Regions from separate parts of the Mus musculus genome. Here regions 1 and 2 are each linked to region 3. A link is a contact called in public Hi-C and HiChIP or PLAC-seq data. All regions are on one chromosome and are shown on one strand. Each heading gives the region's core, a stretch centred on a gene start, on an enhancer-like site or on the middle of the called end of the contact. The rest is flanking DNA. Distances are from core to core; before and after follow the strand shown. Region 1 overlaps Eya1 (EYA transcriptional coactivator and phosphatase 1). Region 2 overlaps Gm39596 (a long non-coding RNA gene). Region 3 has its middle 200 kb from the start of Eya1.

What was found. Hi-C and Micro-C count contacts between places; a contact is called where the count stands out from the background. HiChIP or PLAC-seq counts read pairs in DNA pulled down with a chosen protein or histone mark.
Region 1: an H3K4me3 HiChIP or PLAC-seq map of embryonic midbrain shows a contact between it and region 3, with 5 times the contacts expected there. The contact joins two enhancer-like sites. A contact is called at or near these places in 3 of 39 promoter capture datasets (cranial neural crest, frontonasal cranial neural crest and maxillary cranial neural crest), 4 of 484 Hi-C or Micro-C datasets (cerebral cortex, cortical neurons, cranial neural crest and 1 more) and 3 of 115 datasets of contacts at active chromatin or transcription factors (embryonic forebrain, embryonic midbrain and embryonic stem cells).
Region 2: a Hi-C map of the G1E-ER4 cell line shows a contact between it and region 3, with 3 times the contacts expected there. The contact joins two enhancer-like sites. A contact is called at or near these places in 1 of 484 Hi-C or Micro-C datasets (the G1E-ER4 cell line) and 1 of 115 datasets of contacts at active chromatin or transcription factors (astrocytes).

What each region holds. Positions count from the first base shown.
Region 1 is chr1:14,183,848-14,187,332 of GRCm38.p6, reverse strand. Eya1 (EYA transcriptional coactivator and phosphatase 1) reads left to right here. Exons shown (of 18, transcript NM_001310459.1): 13 at 2,649-2,707; 14 at 2,824-2,984. Among named protein-coding and RNA genes, the nearest start is that of Eya1, 120 kb to the left of the region's middle. Within about 2 kb of position 1,887, at least 26 of the 459 cell types and tissues checked have an H3K27ac peak or open chromatin away from gene starts, as enhancers often do. A contact at or near this core is called in cortical neurons, where this site is marked.
Region 2 is chr1:14,104,455-14,107,860 of GRCm38.p6, reverse strand. All of the region lies in intron 3 of Gm39596 (a long non-coding RNA gene), which reads right to left. Among named protein-coding and RNA genes, the nearest start is that of Gm39596, 64 kb to the right of the region's middle. Within about 2 kb of position 1,845, at least 5 of the 459 cell types and tissues checked have an H3K27ac peak or open chromatin away from gene starts, as enhancers often do. A contact at or near this core is called in the G1E-ER4 cell line, where this site is marked.
Region 3 is chr1:14,504,504-14,507,987 of GRCm38.p6, reverse strand. No RefSeq gene overlaps it. Among named protein-coding and RNA genes, the nearest start is that of Eya1, 200 kb to the right of the region's middle. Within about 2 kb of position 1,312, at least 96 of the 459 cell types and tissues checked have an H3K27ac peak or open chromatin away from gene starts, as enhancers often do. A contact at or near this core is called in the G1E-ER4 cell line and cortical neurons, where this site is marked.

The DNA.
Region 1 (3,485 bases), core at 638-3,137, 320 kb after region 3:
GTGTGTGTGTGTGTGTGTGTGTGTGTGTGTGTGTGTGTCTGTGTGTGGTATTGGTAGGGGTTAGCTAGGACTTCACAGGTACTTAGAAGATGCTACCACTTAGCCACGCCCAAAGCCCTCCAAATCAAATGTCTTATGTGTAATACAGAGCAGTGATCACATGACTCATTAATTACAAGTGCACAGTCTCAAAAGTAAATGGATGCTTTTCATGGCCTCTCTATACTTGTGCTTATAGCACTAATTTATTGTTCTGTTGTTCATTAAACAGTAATAGGCTTTTCATGTCTAAATGTGCTAACAGAGAACAATTAAGAGCACTCTTGATTTTTCAAAACCTCTTTCTATTAAAATCATTCTACAAACTTCTCCTGATAAGGAGGTCATTGTTGGAGATAGAAGAGGCTTTGTTTTAACCAAGCCTCCTTGAAGATTATCTGCTCCTGGAGGGAAAAGCCTGAAACTGTTGACTTGATTACCTTGAAAAGATACTAAACAAGTCTTCACTTGGAGTCTAACCTGGAACAATGAGTCTTAAATACAGGTAACAAGAGAAACAAAGCGCGGTCCGGAAAACTATGGCAACAATGGCTCATCAACTGTGTTAGCTCACTTCTCAGAGGGTGGGAATTTAAAACTGAATCGGCTTAAGACAGACTCCTTGCACCCTGCTTTCCAGACAAGCCTTCCCATCCCTAGCTATAGAGTCCTCCACCTTAGATTTTTTGACTCTCCCATCCACCCACTTTTTCCACACATCTTTTCCCCAGCTAGTTCCTGACTTTCCCAAGACAGAGAGAAGCTATGTTAGGGGCTGTAGTCTTTTTTTCCTCTTCCGCTTACTGGGGGTGTGGGAGGTTGTGGGGGGGGGGATCTGTTAGTGGTGGTAGGGACATAAAAACTGCATTGCTTGATAAGGATCTGAGATCTCTTTTCCTGATTCAGAACCCCTCTAGAGCTGGAATTAGGTTGTTTAGCAAACAATGATTCTGTCTTCTAGACTAAGACTTAATTGTTAGTGCTAAGTAGCAAGGTGCTTGCTGTATTTCCCTAGAATGACCCATTTTGCAAATGTTCAATTCACAGTCAGCACATAAGGGTTCTGAGCCCTGTTTTTCCTTTTTCTTATCTGAGGTCACAGACCTCAGGAGAGCCCAGAAGGGTTACAGGCCAAAGTCGTCTTCTTGGAACTCTCTGCTTGCTAGGAGAGGGCTGCCTGCAAAATAGATGCCTTGGGAAAAGGTTGGGGGCGGGTCACCTTTTCAATGCTGAGAAGGAACAGCTGGTTTGAATTTCTCTCCCCTTCTGTCTCCTGCTGCCTTCCTCACAAACCCATGGAGAGGAGGATTTGTCCAGAAGGAGCCAGCAGCATGAGGAAACTACCTTCTATTTCTATGGGGTGCTGTTTTGTGGCCTCGCTGAATGTGCTGACTGGCAGAGAGGGCCTAGATTTTACATGGCTAACTTTGTCAGAAACCCGCTAGAGCTTTGTCTGGAGAACCTTCTTCTAATAACAGCTTTTAACTAAAACTCTAATGGAAATAAGTATCCTAAGGTCCATATGGAGAACTGGGTAAAATGGCAGAGATGTGACCCAACATACAAAAGCAAGCCAAGTGTAAGAATTACTTGCTTCTGTGGTGGACACCATCTCTAGTTCTAAATCGCTATCTCCTTATTCATCGCTCATGTTGACAGGGGACTGCTGCTTCCCACCGTCACCCTGGGCTGGGGACACACACAGCAGGAGGGCTGGGGACACAGCAGGAGGAGGGCTGGGGACACAGCAGGAGGATGCTCCCTGCTGTTTCATTATGAACAGGTGCAGAAACGGGGCCCTGTGGAGCGGAGCTCCAGCCCATGATTGTGACTAGGTGTTCTGAATAGTGCCTATCTTAGCCTGCTTACAACAGCATAATAAATCCAGTGCTTACCATGAACATGTAGTGCTAGGAAAACAGTAAAAATAACATGGAAATGTTTGGGAAAAACACACGATATGGCTTGACTATTTTTATTTAGTTTTGAGGTCATCCACGCTTTTTTAAATCCTGAGCATGTGGGTGCATACACACACACACACACACACACACACACAGAGAGAGAGAATAAAACTCACATCTCTCGAGTGAATGGTAAACCAGTAACAGATTTTCTGTCTGGCTCCTCGGCACCCTTGCCTCAGGCCCTGTTGGTGTGTGGTTCGGCAAGCAATCAAAGGTCATAATTTCATTGGCAGTTAGCATCAGGTTTAATTTTTCTAGCATGTTGCATTTACCAAAATGTCTGGTTTTAGTTAGGCCAAGCACTCTCCGAATCAAGCTTTGAGCAGTATTGTGTGTTTAGGTACCTGAGGTTTATGGAACACACATGCTAATTGTTTTCAATCACTTTCCTTTCTAAACACAAAAATGTGTTTTCTGAAGCTGAGCAACAGTAGTCCTTGATGACAGTGCTCATTTCTTGTAGAAAAGGGCCTCCAAACAGGTAAAAATGCCAATTTAACAAGACTGCCGCCTACTGATGGTATAGTTGAAAAGAATACCAATTAAGGTGTTTTATTTTTTTTTTTTTTAATTCACTGCTTTGGGTTTCTTTTTAAAGGTGCTTCTTAAAAATTAACACACACCATTTAAATTGCATTTCAGGAGTGTGACCAAGTCCATATAGATGATGTTTCATCAGACGACAACGGCCAGGACCTGAGGTGAGCGAGCCTTGGTGCCCAGACTGAGTTTTCCTCTGTTAAAAGAGTTTAATTACTCAGCAATTAAGATGAATTTTCTGTTTGATTAACTCCGGGCTTCTCTTGCATCTAAATAGCACATACAACTTTGGAACAGATGGCTTTCCTGCTGCAGCCACCAGTGCTAATTTATGCCTGGCAACTGGTGTCCGAGGTGGTGTGGACTGGATGCGGAAACTGGCCTTCCGCTACAGACGAGTAAAAGAGATCTACAACACCTACAAAAACAACGTGGGAGGCAAGTGGCTGGTGGAGGCCTCGGTGGGCTGGGCCAGGAGTGTACACCTACAAAGTGCCACTCACTCTGGGGCCACACTGTTGGGTATAATAGAATACGGACAGTTTTATCTAACATTAAATTCTACTACAATTTTATAACAGACATAAGACTAGAACCAGCTGCCCTGGCTGCCAAGTGCCATGGGATGGCGGTGGCCTGCAGTGACCTGGGATAGCCTGCAGTGATATGGGGTGGCCTGCAGTGACCTGGGATGGCCTGCAGTGACCTGGGGTCAGCTCCTTGACCTTTTCAACACTCAATGATCCTTCCAAACCAACCTTGTCCACAACACAAGATGGGTTATAACATTGTTCCCTGTCCTGTGTTGTGTTAGCCTGAGTTTTCTCAGCATAGTTCATGATGGTCAAAGTGGCTTAAATATAAAGGAAATAACAATCAGTTAATATAATGGCAGATGCATGGATGGAGCTGTTTCCAGTATGGCTGGAAAATATGTGC
Region 2 (3,406 bases), core at 596-3,095, 400 kb after region 3:
AAGAAAGAAAGAAAGAAAGAGAGAGAGAGAGAGAGAGAGAGAGAGAGAGAGAGAGAGAGAGAGAGAAAGGGAGGAAGGGAGGAAGAAAGGAAGAAAGGAAGGAAGGAAGAAAGAGAGAGAGAGAGAGGGGGGAAGGAAGGAAGAAAGGAAGGAAGGAAGGAAGGAAGGAAGGAAGGAAGGAAGGAAGGAAGAAAAAAGGAACAGTGTGACTCTGATGCTTGTGACTTTCCCAGATTCATGCACTAAAACCGTCTTCATCACTGTGATCTGAAGTGGTGGGCCTTGGAGGGGATTAGGTTTTGAAGGTGGAACACTCATGAAGTCAACATGATTAGAAACTCCAGAGAAAGACCCAGCATTCCTGATGTCCCCACAACACATACCAAGACTCCCATCTACAAATCAGGAAGCAGCCCCATGAAATGCTGAATGAACCTTGAATTTCTAGCCTCCCAGGTTGTGAGTTTACATTTCTATTGTTAGTGAGTTGTTGGTTTGTGGTATTTTGTTGGAGCAGCTTAAACAAATTAAGACAAGGCACTTTGTTTTTCCATCAGTTGCTTTCTGTACGCTTTTAAAACAAGATTTAACTGAAATAGAAACATCAACCCGATATTGTTCTCACATATACACATACTTGACTTATCTATCATACCACATCTAAAGGAGTGACAAGAGAGGGTATCTTTATAGAAATACTGCCACTGTATCATGTGGCCTAGACAATCAGATTTTATATCCCACCATGCCAGCATCAAGGGCTAAATGTAATGACAAGGGATAAAGTGGCTGGGAAGAAAAGATATGGAATCACTTTTCCATTATAATTTAATGAACAATTTTTTGGGGGTGTTAAGTACTAAATGGCTTCAGGAAATGATGGAAAACACCAGTCCCAGGAATTAGAGGTATTTCATTTTGCCTTTGTCCCTATAGACCTACAAATAACAAGGGATTAGCTGGCAACAGGAAAAACCGTTGGCCAAGATGACCTGGCCTTCCCCACTGGGCTGCTCCCTGCATACATTGCCCCAGGAACCCTTTCAATGGGGGAAGGAATGAGGCTGTGATGAGTGAGTAAGATCACCCAGCTGGAGTCATGACAGATTGGATGCTGGCTGAGAAACTTATCTAAAAGCGAAGGCCTCATGTAAATAGCATAGTCCATATCAGTTTTCAGATATTATGAATACTAATTCACAATACATATTTTAGACATTACAGACCTTGGAAGTGATATATTCTTCCAGAAGTGATGACAGAGCTTACTAAGCAGTTTCTTACACTGTGCTGCTGCTTGGCCATAGCTATGGCAATCTCCAGCACTTACACACAGTTGTGCTCTTCACCTAATCAGAATTTGCAATCATCCCTTTGGTGAACCCTTTAAAAACGGAATGCAGGAGTGATTAGAAAGAATGAGTATTTGGTTCTAACAGTACTGCTAACTCTCTTCACATGATCAATGTTCTCAGGGCAGAGACAAGGGACTGTCTTTCAGAGCAAGACATTAAACATCCTCAGGAACATCCATCTGACACATTTATGTCTTGGTAACTCCTGCTGTTTTGTGCTAAATTTTTTTACAGTCTAGGAACTGGCTAGATTTTCCTTTGATAGATGGAGATCATCTTTGCAATAATTTCTGTTTTGCCATTAATTTCCATCCTAAATTACTTCATTTTCTAATGCACTGACATCAAACCCTTTATTCACATTGGCAATTTATACATCCTTTATATCCACACTTGAACTTTAACTCTGATTTTACAACTTCGAGATGAAAGGAGTCTGCCTTACTTGTTACCAGGCACAGTCTCTATAATCTCAATATCCAAAGCACAGGTGTGTTGGGAGCGATTAAGACAACAATATTGTCCTGATCTCTGAACTGGGCCTCTCCCCCGAGAAGAGAAGGGGGTCAAAAGCGGGCCACTGACACACCATTCCGAGAACAACCACAGAATGTTCCAGCCCTAAGTCAGTGCCAGATGTCCTGACCACACCCTGATACCACCAAGTTCCTGCTTCCCCGTGTAGCTGCCAAAAGAAAAATTTCTATTGCCCCACCCCTCCCGCTGATAAGTACTTCCCCTTTTGCTTGTGCAATTCTATTGCCCCACCCCTCCCACTGATAAGTACCTGTACTTCCCCTTTTGCTTGTGCAATTCTACTGCCCCACCCCTCCTGCTGAAAGGCACTTCCCCTTTTGTTTGTGCATTTAAGCCTTGGGCCTTGCTCAATACATTGGGTCCTTGATGCTACTCGGACTGCTTCCGTGTGTCATTCATTGCACAAGGTTCTCGTCTCTCTCTACCCCCCATTTGGTTCTTAGGAGAAGGTCCCCTCAAGACCCTCTAATAACTGAACCTGCTGGACGGGTCACAGGTGCTGTGTGCTGAGGCCAGACTGGGCTACACACTAAGTTACCGGGCCTATTTTTTAAAGAAAGCACCAAAAGGTAGGTAGACAGCATGATGGATGGAGTCTCTCTCTTGTTGAGACTCAGCAATTGGATCTTCCCCGGGGCTAAGGAGTCACCCTGAATCACACACACACCTGAACAACACTGAGGGTGGTGGTAAAATCACTGTGGTGGTTTGAATATGCTTGGCCCAGGAAGTAGCATTATTAGGATGTGTGACCTTGTTGGAGTAGCTGTGGCCTTGTTGGAGGAAGTGTGTCACTGTGGGGGTGGGCAATCAGACCAACCCCATGGGGGCCAGTCTTCTCCTATCATCCTTCAGATAAAGATGTAGAATTCTCAGCTCCAACTGCACCATGCTTTGATGATAATGGACTGAACCTGTAAGCCAGCCCCAATTAAATGTTGTCCTTATAAGAGTTGCATTGGTCATGGTGTCTGTTCTCAGAAGTAAAATCCTAACTAAGACAGGACTTAACAGGCTGTATTTACAAACTTACATGTGGGAGCATAAAAATGTAACGACAATAATTACAAAATAAGGACCCATGAATTTTAGAGGAAGTAGGAGAGGGCTGGGTGGGGTTGGAGGATGGAGAGGGAAGGGGAAATGTCACAGCTACAGTAGTGAATTTCACAAAGTGTATTTAAACACAAATAACTTCTAAGCTACATAACTAAGTTACTCAGTGTTAGCTGAATGATGATAAAGAAGGAAGTGGAACTAGAGTGTGGTTATCTGACAAAAGCTATTATCATAACATCCATATAGTTAGTAATAAAGAGGGGGGAATGAAAGAGGAAGGAAACACGATTGGCTCTAGATAGCAGTTTCTTCTTAGCCTTGATGAGTTAGCTCAAAACAAGCTGAGTATTAATCAGATCTGGAACTTAATATCTGGCAAGAATCTGTGATTGGGACTCAAGCTTGACTTTAACAATTATTAAACAGTAATTGTTACAAGGGTTACTGATTTGGGC
Region 3 (3,484 bases), core at 63-2,562:
AAAACTAAAAACAAGAACATAACAGCAAAGGAGCATGGAGGACTCCATTCACTGTGATTCTCTGCCCATTTTTGACAATTAAAAAAAAATGATATGGACCACAACTGCAGAATAAAGACCTAAGCCAGTGAGTTCAGGGAAGAAAGGTTTTAACGTCATTGGACTCTGACACTAAAATGCCCTCAGGCTTACAACTGCAAAATTGTACGTAAAATTCTGAGTTTGGGACTGCCTGGCTGGCTGTTTTCTCTTTAAACAGTTTCCTGGTGGCTCTCACTGCGCCAGAAATTATTGTATACAAAAGACATAAAAACCTTAACGTGGCCAGATGACCCTGATGCCTACATAGCCCGGTTCCCTTTTCTCTGGGATTTGACATCCCCTTTGCCTTTGTTGCTAGGAGCACCCAGTGCTCAGCTCAGGGTCGGACAGGCGCTTTGGTCACGTCTGGACAGGCCAGATGCTATGACTCTTCACGACAGAAGGCAAAACAAAACTGTGCGAGCTTATCTTAACCTCATGCCTACCACCAGACTCTACTGCTGTCTGAAAGAGCTCCTCATCATCATAGTGCATCTTAGGTTTCAAACCAAGTCTTTGCACCTAGCAAGGGAGCCAGGTCTGTGGACACCCTGAGTAAAGCACTCTCCAGAGACTCCGGAGACTCAAGTACTCACTCTCTCCAGCACTAAGAGAGAGGACTTTTGTCAGCTTCTGCTGGGACAACCCCAGAGCCCACTCCTCTGCCCACACCGCCAGTAGCTGCAGATTTGACTTCCTGCCTAACTCCCATCCGAACCTTTGGGACCCGCAGCTACTGTTTCCTTCTAAGTCTCTAGCGACGGCTGCCAGCGGGGTTACTGGACCAAGGAGAGGACCTCTAGACGACAGTGCCCTAGATGGTCGTGGAGCGCCTCGACGTGCCTCGCACTTGCGGGGAAACTTCCCCACACCTGCACACCACGGGCCTTTCTCCGGAGCCCACGCTCCCGGGCGCCGCAGGTGACTTGCAGAGTCCGATGTCCCGGGCCTCTTCAGGCGTCTGCTCCCAACTGCCCTTTTTCCTGAGGCCTCGGGATCCTCCTGGGTAGCGCCCATCTGTAGTCTCCCGATTCCCTCTCCCTCCCCTTGCCCCCGCCCCTATCTCCCGCCCCGCCCCGCCCCGCACCCCATCCAGGGTCTGTGAACCCAGGCGGGTGGCTGCGACACCGCGTTGACCTGCGGCAGCCACCGCGGTGCACGGGGTAGAGGCGGGGAAGGTAGAGAGGGGAGGGAGGAGCCGAAGCCGAGGAGAGGCGGTGGGCTGGGGCCAACTGATCCTCGCTGGGCTAAGCAGAAGCAGCTGCTCGTAATAGACGCCGCCGGGAGCGGGCTGGTGTCCGGGTCTCGGAAGCTCGAGAGTACAGAGGGCGAGCAGGAGGGCCACTGAGGCGGCTGTGACCCGCGCAGCAGGCAGCTAGCTGCTCAGTGTGCAGTGCTCACTGCCGACCAGTTCCATAAAGGATGGGCCAGAGTCATAAGGGTTTCCTGATTTGCCTTCTTCACTGGACCAGATGAAGCACCCAAATCGCCCTCATTTCTTCCACCTAAGAGTCCCCTCCTTTTCCCGCCTAGCAATCGAGGAAAAGGTGTTATTCAAAACTCTACAAGGCGTGGCATCTCAGGCGCCCTGCAGGTCCCTTCAGCTCTTTTCTTCTCATAAAACATCCCCGCAAAATCCAGAAACCTTACTGCTTCTTTAGGTCTTTAGGTCTAGCTGCAAGGAATTGCTTTTCCAGCATCTCTTAGGTTACCGCTCCCCAAGAACTTCACACTCGCGAAGTAAGGAAATGGCTGGTCCCAGGTGCTTAGACTATTAGCAAGTGTTTGTAAATGAACATGTTTTGGAAACGTAGGGAAAATCCTATCGCGGAGATAAATCCACAACAAACTGTAACTGATTTCTGTCATTTTATCTCTCCATTTATCTACCTAAATGCAAAACCCGGGATTTTCTGTTGTTTGCATAAACCGCAAGCATTTGGCATTTGTGCGAGTGTTTTATTCCCATACATCCAAGAACTGGCAACTGGCCTTCAAAATCTCCAAAATACATACTTGGCCCTAGAAAAATGAAACCAAGATATGCCTCTTGCATTTACATTTCATGTGTTTTGCTTTTCCTAACTGGAAGAAATCTCTCTCTCTCTCTCTCTCTCTCTCTCTCTCTCTCTCTCTCTCTCTCTGTCACACACACACACACACACACACACACACACACAGTGAGGGGGTCGGTCTCATCTGCTTTGAGGCCTCTGACTTCTCTACTTCAGTGATACATAGTAATGAAATTTTAGTGACCCCCAAATATAATCAACCTTGAATTTCTTTGGGTATTTACATCGCCTAGGGTTTTTACTGCAGTTTTGCCGACATGTTTTGCTTAATTGAAGCCATGCCAGAGAAGAAAAACAAAACTCTGTTTTTGTTGGGAAATCATTTTTTTTCTTTTTTCCTAAGCCCTCAGTGTGATAGAAAGGGTAGTAGTCTCACAGATTTGCAATGGAGTGTGTTTGATTTTAGCTTATCGAAGAATGCAGCTTTGTTGACAATATTTGTCTTTTTGACTCACAAAAATATGTCCTTTCGTTAAAAAATTAAATTAGTGAAACAACACAGCTTCCAGAAGTAAGCCACTCCCCCGCCTACCTGTTTTTAAAGACGAAAAAGCTACCAAAAATCTTCATTTTCTCTACTTCTTAAGAGAAGAGAGTCACTATTAATGAATGAAATTCGAATATCCTGTTTGAGGAAGTAGACACATCTTTTAATCTTGAGTTTAGACAAAGGCGCTGTTCATATCTCTTTGGGGGAACTATCTCCCGCATCGGAACAGCCTTGCCAACAGCATCTCTCTTTGAGATGCCTCCGAAGTATCCCACAAACATTTCCAGTGTGCTGCTGCTGCTACGTTTAACACCGTGTGTTGAAACCACTGTCATCTAGTTTCCACTTTTATCAGACAAGCGGGGCTGGAAAGAGCTAAAACAATATATACTAGAAAGGAAAAATAAGGAAGGCTCAGACTATCCTCATTCCTACTTTCACTTCTCTCCCCTCCCCCCGCCCCCTCCCCCTCCCACCCAATTTACAGAACCACGTGTGGGCTTCTACTTCTCCAGCTGTTCTCCAGTTTCTTATACAGTTTGGGTTTGGGATTTTTTGTTTTCTTTTCCTTTTTTTTCTTTTCCCTTTTCTTCTCTCTCTCTCTCTCTCTCTCTCTCTCTCTCTCTCTCTCTCTCTCTCTCTCAGTAGTAAGAAAACCAATGCAGAGTGAGAAAAAGGGTCTGATTTCGGATTGCAGAGCCACCAGAAAGAGCTACAGGGCCCGCTAATCAGGACTTGCTGGCCGAGCTGATCCCCTGGGATGCGCTGCTGACTACCGAGAAAGTCCCAGCCTCCTAGCTTGGAGGGAACAGAGAAGCATTGAGCAAGAAGCTAGGTT